Regions from separate parts of the Anas platyrhynchos genome. Here region 1 is linked to region 2. Evidence: chromatin contacts called from public Hi-C data. All regions are on one chromosome and are shown on one strand. Each heading gives the region's core, a stretch centred on a gene start, on an enhancer-like site or on the middle of the called end of the contact. The rest is flanking DNA. Distances are from core to core; before and after follow the strand shown.

What was found. A called contact is a pair of places that touch in the nucleus more often than the background predicts.
Region 1: a contact with region 2 is called in a Hi-C map of subcutaneous adipose tissue, with 4 times the contacts expected there. The contact joins two enhancer-like sites. A contact is called at or near these places in 5 of 8 Hi-C or Micro-C datasets (F1 follicle, liver, skeletal muscle and 1 more).

The regions. Positions count from the first base shown.
Region 1 is chr5:10,904,441-10,907,314 of IASCAAS_PekinDuck_T2T, reverse strand. It overlaps EXOC3L4 (exocyst complex component 3 like 4), which reads left to right. Exons shown (of 12, transcript XM_038179851.2): 7 at 1,209-1,304. Among named protein-coding and RNA genes, the nearest start is that of EXOC3L4, 13 kb to the left of the region's middle. Within about 2 kb of position 1,619, at least 4 of the 8 cell types and tissues checked have an H3K27ac peak or open chromatin away from gene starts, as enhancers often do. A contact at or near this core is called in subcutaneous adipose tissue, where this site is marked.
Region 2 is chr5:10,848,359-10,851,058 of IASCAAS_PekinDuck_T2T, reverse strand. No RefSeq gene overlaps it. Among named protein-coding and RNA genes, the nearest start is that of EIF5, 54 kb to the right of the region's middle. Within about 2 kb of position 1,333, at least 3 of the 8 cell types and tissues checked have an H3K27ac peak or open chromatin away from gene starts, as enhancers often do. A contact at or near this core is called in subcutaneous adipose tissue, where this site is marked.

The DNA.
Region 1 (2,874 bases), core at 370-2,869, 56 kb before region 2:
GTCTGGCAGATGAAGCCACACCATCCCCTTGGCACAGCCATGGGGTAGAGAGGGGGTGTTTTGGGGAGGGCTGCAGCCGCTCACCAGAGTGGAGAAGAAAGGACGTACAGCATGAATCAACTCCAAGCGAGCCTAAAAATAATTCTGCATTAACCTTTGGAGTTTCACACCTCCGGCAGGCGCTGAGTGGGTAGTTTGCTAATAGACGCTTTGCCGGAGTGCGTGTGGGGGAGACCGAGCACTGCCTGCTTCAATCGTGAACCTGGGGCATGGCAAGTTTTCAAAATATGCTAAAGGCAAGGCTTCCCCTTTTAAACCCCCATCGCCCAGCCATCGCAACTTGTCTCTGGTACCTTGAGTGAGCAGGGCAGTTCAAACCAGCTGTTTGGCTTTGAAGTCTGCCTGCTTTTTTAGAAGAAACGCAGCACTTACTGACGTTCCTTTCCTTTTCTTTTCTTTTTTTTTTTTTCTTTTTAACAAAATTGATGTAAAGTGCAAGCTGGGGCAGCAAAGGCTCCCAGATGAAAGGGTCACTAAAACCGAAGCTTTTCCTTAAACAAATGCAAGCAGCAAGTGCTGAGGCTTCTCCGAGCAGGTTGCATTGGACTGCCAAAGAAACAGAGCCGTGGTGAGCCCGCACTAATCCTGCCCCAGCCCCCTGCACGCTGTGGGCACCTGGCTGTGGACCAGCTGCCAAAGCCCTAACAGCTGTGGGATGCAGAAAGCAGATCCCCAGCACAGCGTGCTGAGATTAAAGGGGGGCAATGCAGGCGTGCTGCCTCGTTCATGTTCAGCTCCTGTTGGAAAAGATGCCCAGGAGGGCACAATTTACACAGTCCCAAAGGACAGAGAAAGGATGAGGCAGATCGACCTGCATATCCCAGCTGTAGAGATCCCCTCAGAGCGAAGAAAAGTCAGGAATTTCACCCAGGAGCTCTCATGTGCAGAGATCCTTGGAATCGCTCCAAATCTGCACTGCTTACACATTCAGGCAAGCATACCCCAAACCAGTAATTATCTGCTATGTATTCCCCTCTCCTGCACTCGCATGTTAAGACAACCGAACAAAAAATGTCCACATACGCAGAGGAGAGAGACGGGGCCAGCAAGGAGCGTGTGCTGACAGCCCGTGCACACCCAGCACACGCACTCCTCGCCTGGCTCAGCCCCGTTCCCCGAGGATAACATCCCTTGTGTGTCTCCTGCAGGTTCGGGGAGGAGTTCATGGAGTGGCACGCAGCCCGCGACAGCCCCGTGTTCGTGCCCTACTTCGCTGCCTACACCAACAGCTTCCACCACCTGGTGTAAGTCCTCCGTCCCCCCGTCATGTAGCCAGGGCATCATAGGGTGAAGAAGGACCAAGCGGTGCCCCCCAAGGGGATGGGGTCAGCAGAAAAAGGTGTCCTTGGGGTACTGCAGGGATGAGCTGGAGCTACAGCAGGGATGCAGACGGACCAGGGGGACGTGCCCACATCTTGGCTAAGAGCAGGGCAGAGCCCCTGTGTCAGCCTTCCCGCAGCCGGGGTGCCTCTGGGTGTCACATCTTTATGGCCTGGCTGTCCGGCCCCATCAGCACGGGGTGCAGCGCCTCTCGCCCTTGCTTCACCTCACGGGGGGGATGTTCCCTAAGAGATGCAGGCACAGCTCCTTCGGGCATGGAGGCAGAGCAGGGATTCCCGATGCTTGCCTGTTCGGCTCAATTTCGGCATTTTATCTTCAGAGGAGGATGGCGGGGGGGAGATTTGGTTAGATTTTTTTTTATTCTTGAGTTTAGCAGCCTAGCCCAGCCAGGCACCCTGAGGCTGGAGGAGCCCCCCTGCAGCCCGCAGTACGGCCGGACGGCTCCAGGCGGCGCCCAGCCTCCAGCACTGCCCTTACTGTTAAGTTTTATTGTAGTCAGCTTTTCAGCTGGGAGAGGGCCAGGCCATTTCTCTGCAGGGTGGGAACAGATCTGAGTGTCTGAACATCCCTCGTCTGCGCGGTGCTTCCTGGTGAAATGCTCTCTCATCATCAGCTTTTCCTTTTCCTCAGGAAAGGTGATACAGGGTAGGGGTTTCCCGATAAAGCTCTTCTATATCTGTTTCTCAAAACCCAAAGCTTCATGGAAAAGCATTAGTGGAAGTGGCACCGGGAAGGACCCCAGGAAACACAAGGTGCAGCCTGGGCCGTGTGTGCCCCAGCACAGCAGGAACCGGGGCACAAATGCTCAGCCTCTGGGTCCTCAGAGATGGGGGCTCCCATCCCCTCAGTTTGGCTGGTTTTCCATGCAAACTCATGACCCAATGCAGAGGATGATGAGCAGTTTGTCAGGGCCGCCTCAGTTCCCATGGAACCGTGTTACAGCAGGGCAACGATGTGAAGTGATGAGAAAGGCAGGGCCTCACCGTGAACCTAGAGCCAACACATATCATTGCAGATCTCATTTACCTCTCAGCACTTGTGCCTTCTTCCTCATTAGACTCCGTGAAACCTCCCAGAACGACACGCTTTCCCTCAAAACCTCCGCAGGTTTCGACCCCCGTAATTCCCCGTCCCAGCCCCTGCTGGCAGTCACGGCATGGGGTGAGATGGGCTGAGTCAGCCTGGCCCCCACGGGGAGCTCGGCCGCTCTGCCACCAGGACCCTTGGTGCTTGCTCAGGTAGCTGGAGATCATTTATCAGAAGTGTTACTCAAGTGAAAGGGAAAAGGCCCGAGCCATTGCTCAGCATGTTTGAACGACTTTCATCTGATGAGGAAATAGGTGATTTTCAAGTACAGTTACCCATTTGTGATTAATTTTCAGATTGTGCAAAAAGATACATTATTCTGACCCATTAAGTGTTTCCAAGAGGAAGTGCAGGAGTTACGAAAGTCACAAAAAATGCCAAAGATGC
Region 2 (2,700 bases), core at 84-2,583:
GTCCTGCGGGTGCACAAAAAGAGAATTTTCCCCCTTTCTGGGCTGTGATTTTAAGCTGGGAGAGCGTGGGACCGGGTCAAGAACCACAGATGCTGGTTGGCAGCGGGATGAGGGTTTCTCTGCTGGAAGGGAGCAGCCCTAAGTGCCTTACACGGGGCATTTAGGGGCAGGCAGGGAGCAGCCCCAGCCCGCCGGGCTCCGCGGGTTCCCGCAGGTCCTACCCCCACCTAGCGGCTGCTCCCAGCCTCGCCGCGACACCGGGGGACAGCAGAGCACCCGTTTTCGGGAGCGACACCCCGGCAGGTGGCCCCAACCCGGGGGACATCCCGCAAAAAGCGCCACGAAACACGCGTGGCCTCGGAGCCGCGGGGGCTGCCTCCAGGACCGTGGGCTGCACGGACAGACCAGCCCTAAAACAGCTTGGTAGCCCTGAAACCGCCTTGCCTGGAGGTGTAGCTGGCTGGCCCAGCTTTTTGTCCCACATTTGGGATGTGCTGGATTAGATCTGGTGAGCAAAATGGGCCACGGGCTGCATGGCTGCATCTGCACACCCCAGCATCAAACATCCCTGCTCCTGCCAGCACCCAGACAAATCCACCTCCTCCTCCAGCCCTCCGGGTGGTGAGGGGGGTTTTGAGCTGCGGAGACTTGGGGGTTTTCTGAACACCATTTTTGCACACAGGAAAGAGAAGCACCACCACCATCACCGCCCCGTGCTGAGCTTCCCTTCCAGCAGCTGGAAATGGAGGTTCGGATCTTTCTCAACACTGGGCAGGCCGCTGGGGAAGAAAATGACATCATTTGGCACAGCACAAGCCCATCTTGTTAGGAGAAACAAAAGATCAGTGGATGTAACCCAGCAAAAGAAAAAAAAAAAATACTCATTTGTTGGCCAAGATTTGCTTTACATTTTTTACAAACCCCTGCGAGTCTCTGTGCTATAACAAACTGCTCCAGGACCTCCTTGCTGCTCTGCCCCCTTGCAAATCCTTCAGCCAGCCCTGAGCCACAAGGGTTGTCCCAGCAGCTGATTCAACCACCCTCCCTTTATTTTAAATGCTCACAAACCAATAGCCCTTCACAACACCCAGCACGAGGTGATGGGAGGAGGTAGGAAGACACAGGGATGGAGGCAGGAATGTGTCTTTTGGTGCCGATACGGCCCTAGACCGGGTGAAGCCGAGTGTGAAACCCCATCCTAAAGCCCCGACGGCTACCAGAGGGGAGCAATGCCCCCCAAAACAGCTCGGCCTCGCTGCACCCCGTGGCCTCCTCTCGGCTTCCCTCAGCTCCCAGGGCCTCCAGCGGCTTTTATGAACCAGGTGGCTCCGAAAGCCACTAGATGGCACCAGCTGTGTGCCCTTCCAGCCCCGTCTGTCCCCAGGGCGCTGGGGGAGGCTGCCAGCACAGCCCCTTGGTGCAGAGCGAGAGGCCTCAGCAAGTGCCTCTGCAGCCTCCTGCTGCCCCCACAGCCGTGGATGTGCTGGGGTGAAGGCAAACATTTAAGAGGTTCCTTAAAATCAGGCTGAGCAAGCTTCAGCGATGTGCCAGCTATTTCCACGGGGAAATTAGCCAGGTTAGCATTTGCTGCACTCCCTCGTGTGTCCCTGTCCCCACCCGTGGGTCAGACACCGCTCCCCAGCTGGGTGCTGGACAGCCCCGAAGACGGGTGAGGGTTTTTCTGGACAGCGTTGGTCAGTGCATGAGTGTCCAGCATCATCAGACTTCTCCTGGGAGGGCATAGGCAATGGAATAAAACCCAATTTACTATAAAATTTGGCAGCCGGCAAGCAACTGTGTGTCATGGTTTGGGGGATTTATTCTCACTGTGCACATTTGCTATGCAACAGAAGCCGGCATGTCCCAAATCCTCAGCCCTACCTGCTTTTTCACTGTCATGCCCTCCCTGCACCGTCACACACCCTTGGCAAAGCTGCTTGGTAAACTGGGGAAGCACAGGTGGCACCTCAGCAAATGTCAGGCCTTTCCCTAGACCTTGCAGCGTAATTAATGAGTGTTTGTTTTCCACTGCCTTCAGCATCAAGCACGGAAGGTGACCCTTTGAGACGGGATCTCAAATAACGGGGTGGCTGGCGAGGCTCTGCTGCGTGCAGCACTTCAAAGCGGCCAAACCCAAGCCCGGGGCAGTGTGGGGGCTTGGGTGAGAAATCATTGCTCACCTTGTGGGCAGGAGCAGAGAGGCAGTGATGGCAAGCAACTCTGTGAGAAGCCAGAGCATCAAACCACCAGGAGCAGCATGGCATTCATTTGGGAATGTCAGGGCTCACAGCGAAGTGGGTTAAAATCCCCACAGCATGAGGGAAATCACTCAGTCCCCATCCTCACAGCCTTCCCTTCCCTGCCTGACCTCCCCAGGCAGTTTCCCCTCTGCTCTCCCCTTCTGTGTGACCCAGGACCCCCCACTGCCTCCCCTCCCGAGACCCCTGGGGGCCTCCCCACACACCATCTGCTCGCTCCTGGAGGCTTGCGGGTGGCCGAGGATGTTCCTCCCTCACCATCTGCTGGGCCCCCCTCTCCCCATCCTCTCCCCAGAGAGCGCCCCAGGTCAAAAAAACCTCCCACATGCCACCAGAGCTCGACCTCGTGCACAAATCTCCTCGCCCCAGGTTGTCTTTCTGAACTGAAGCCTTTATTTGCTCTGTCCACGACTTAATGCCATGCACAGGGTGGAGAAATTTG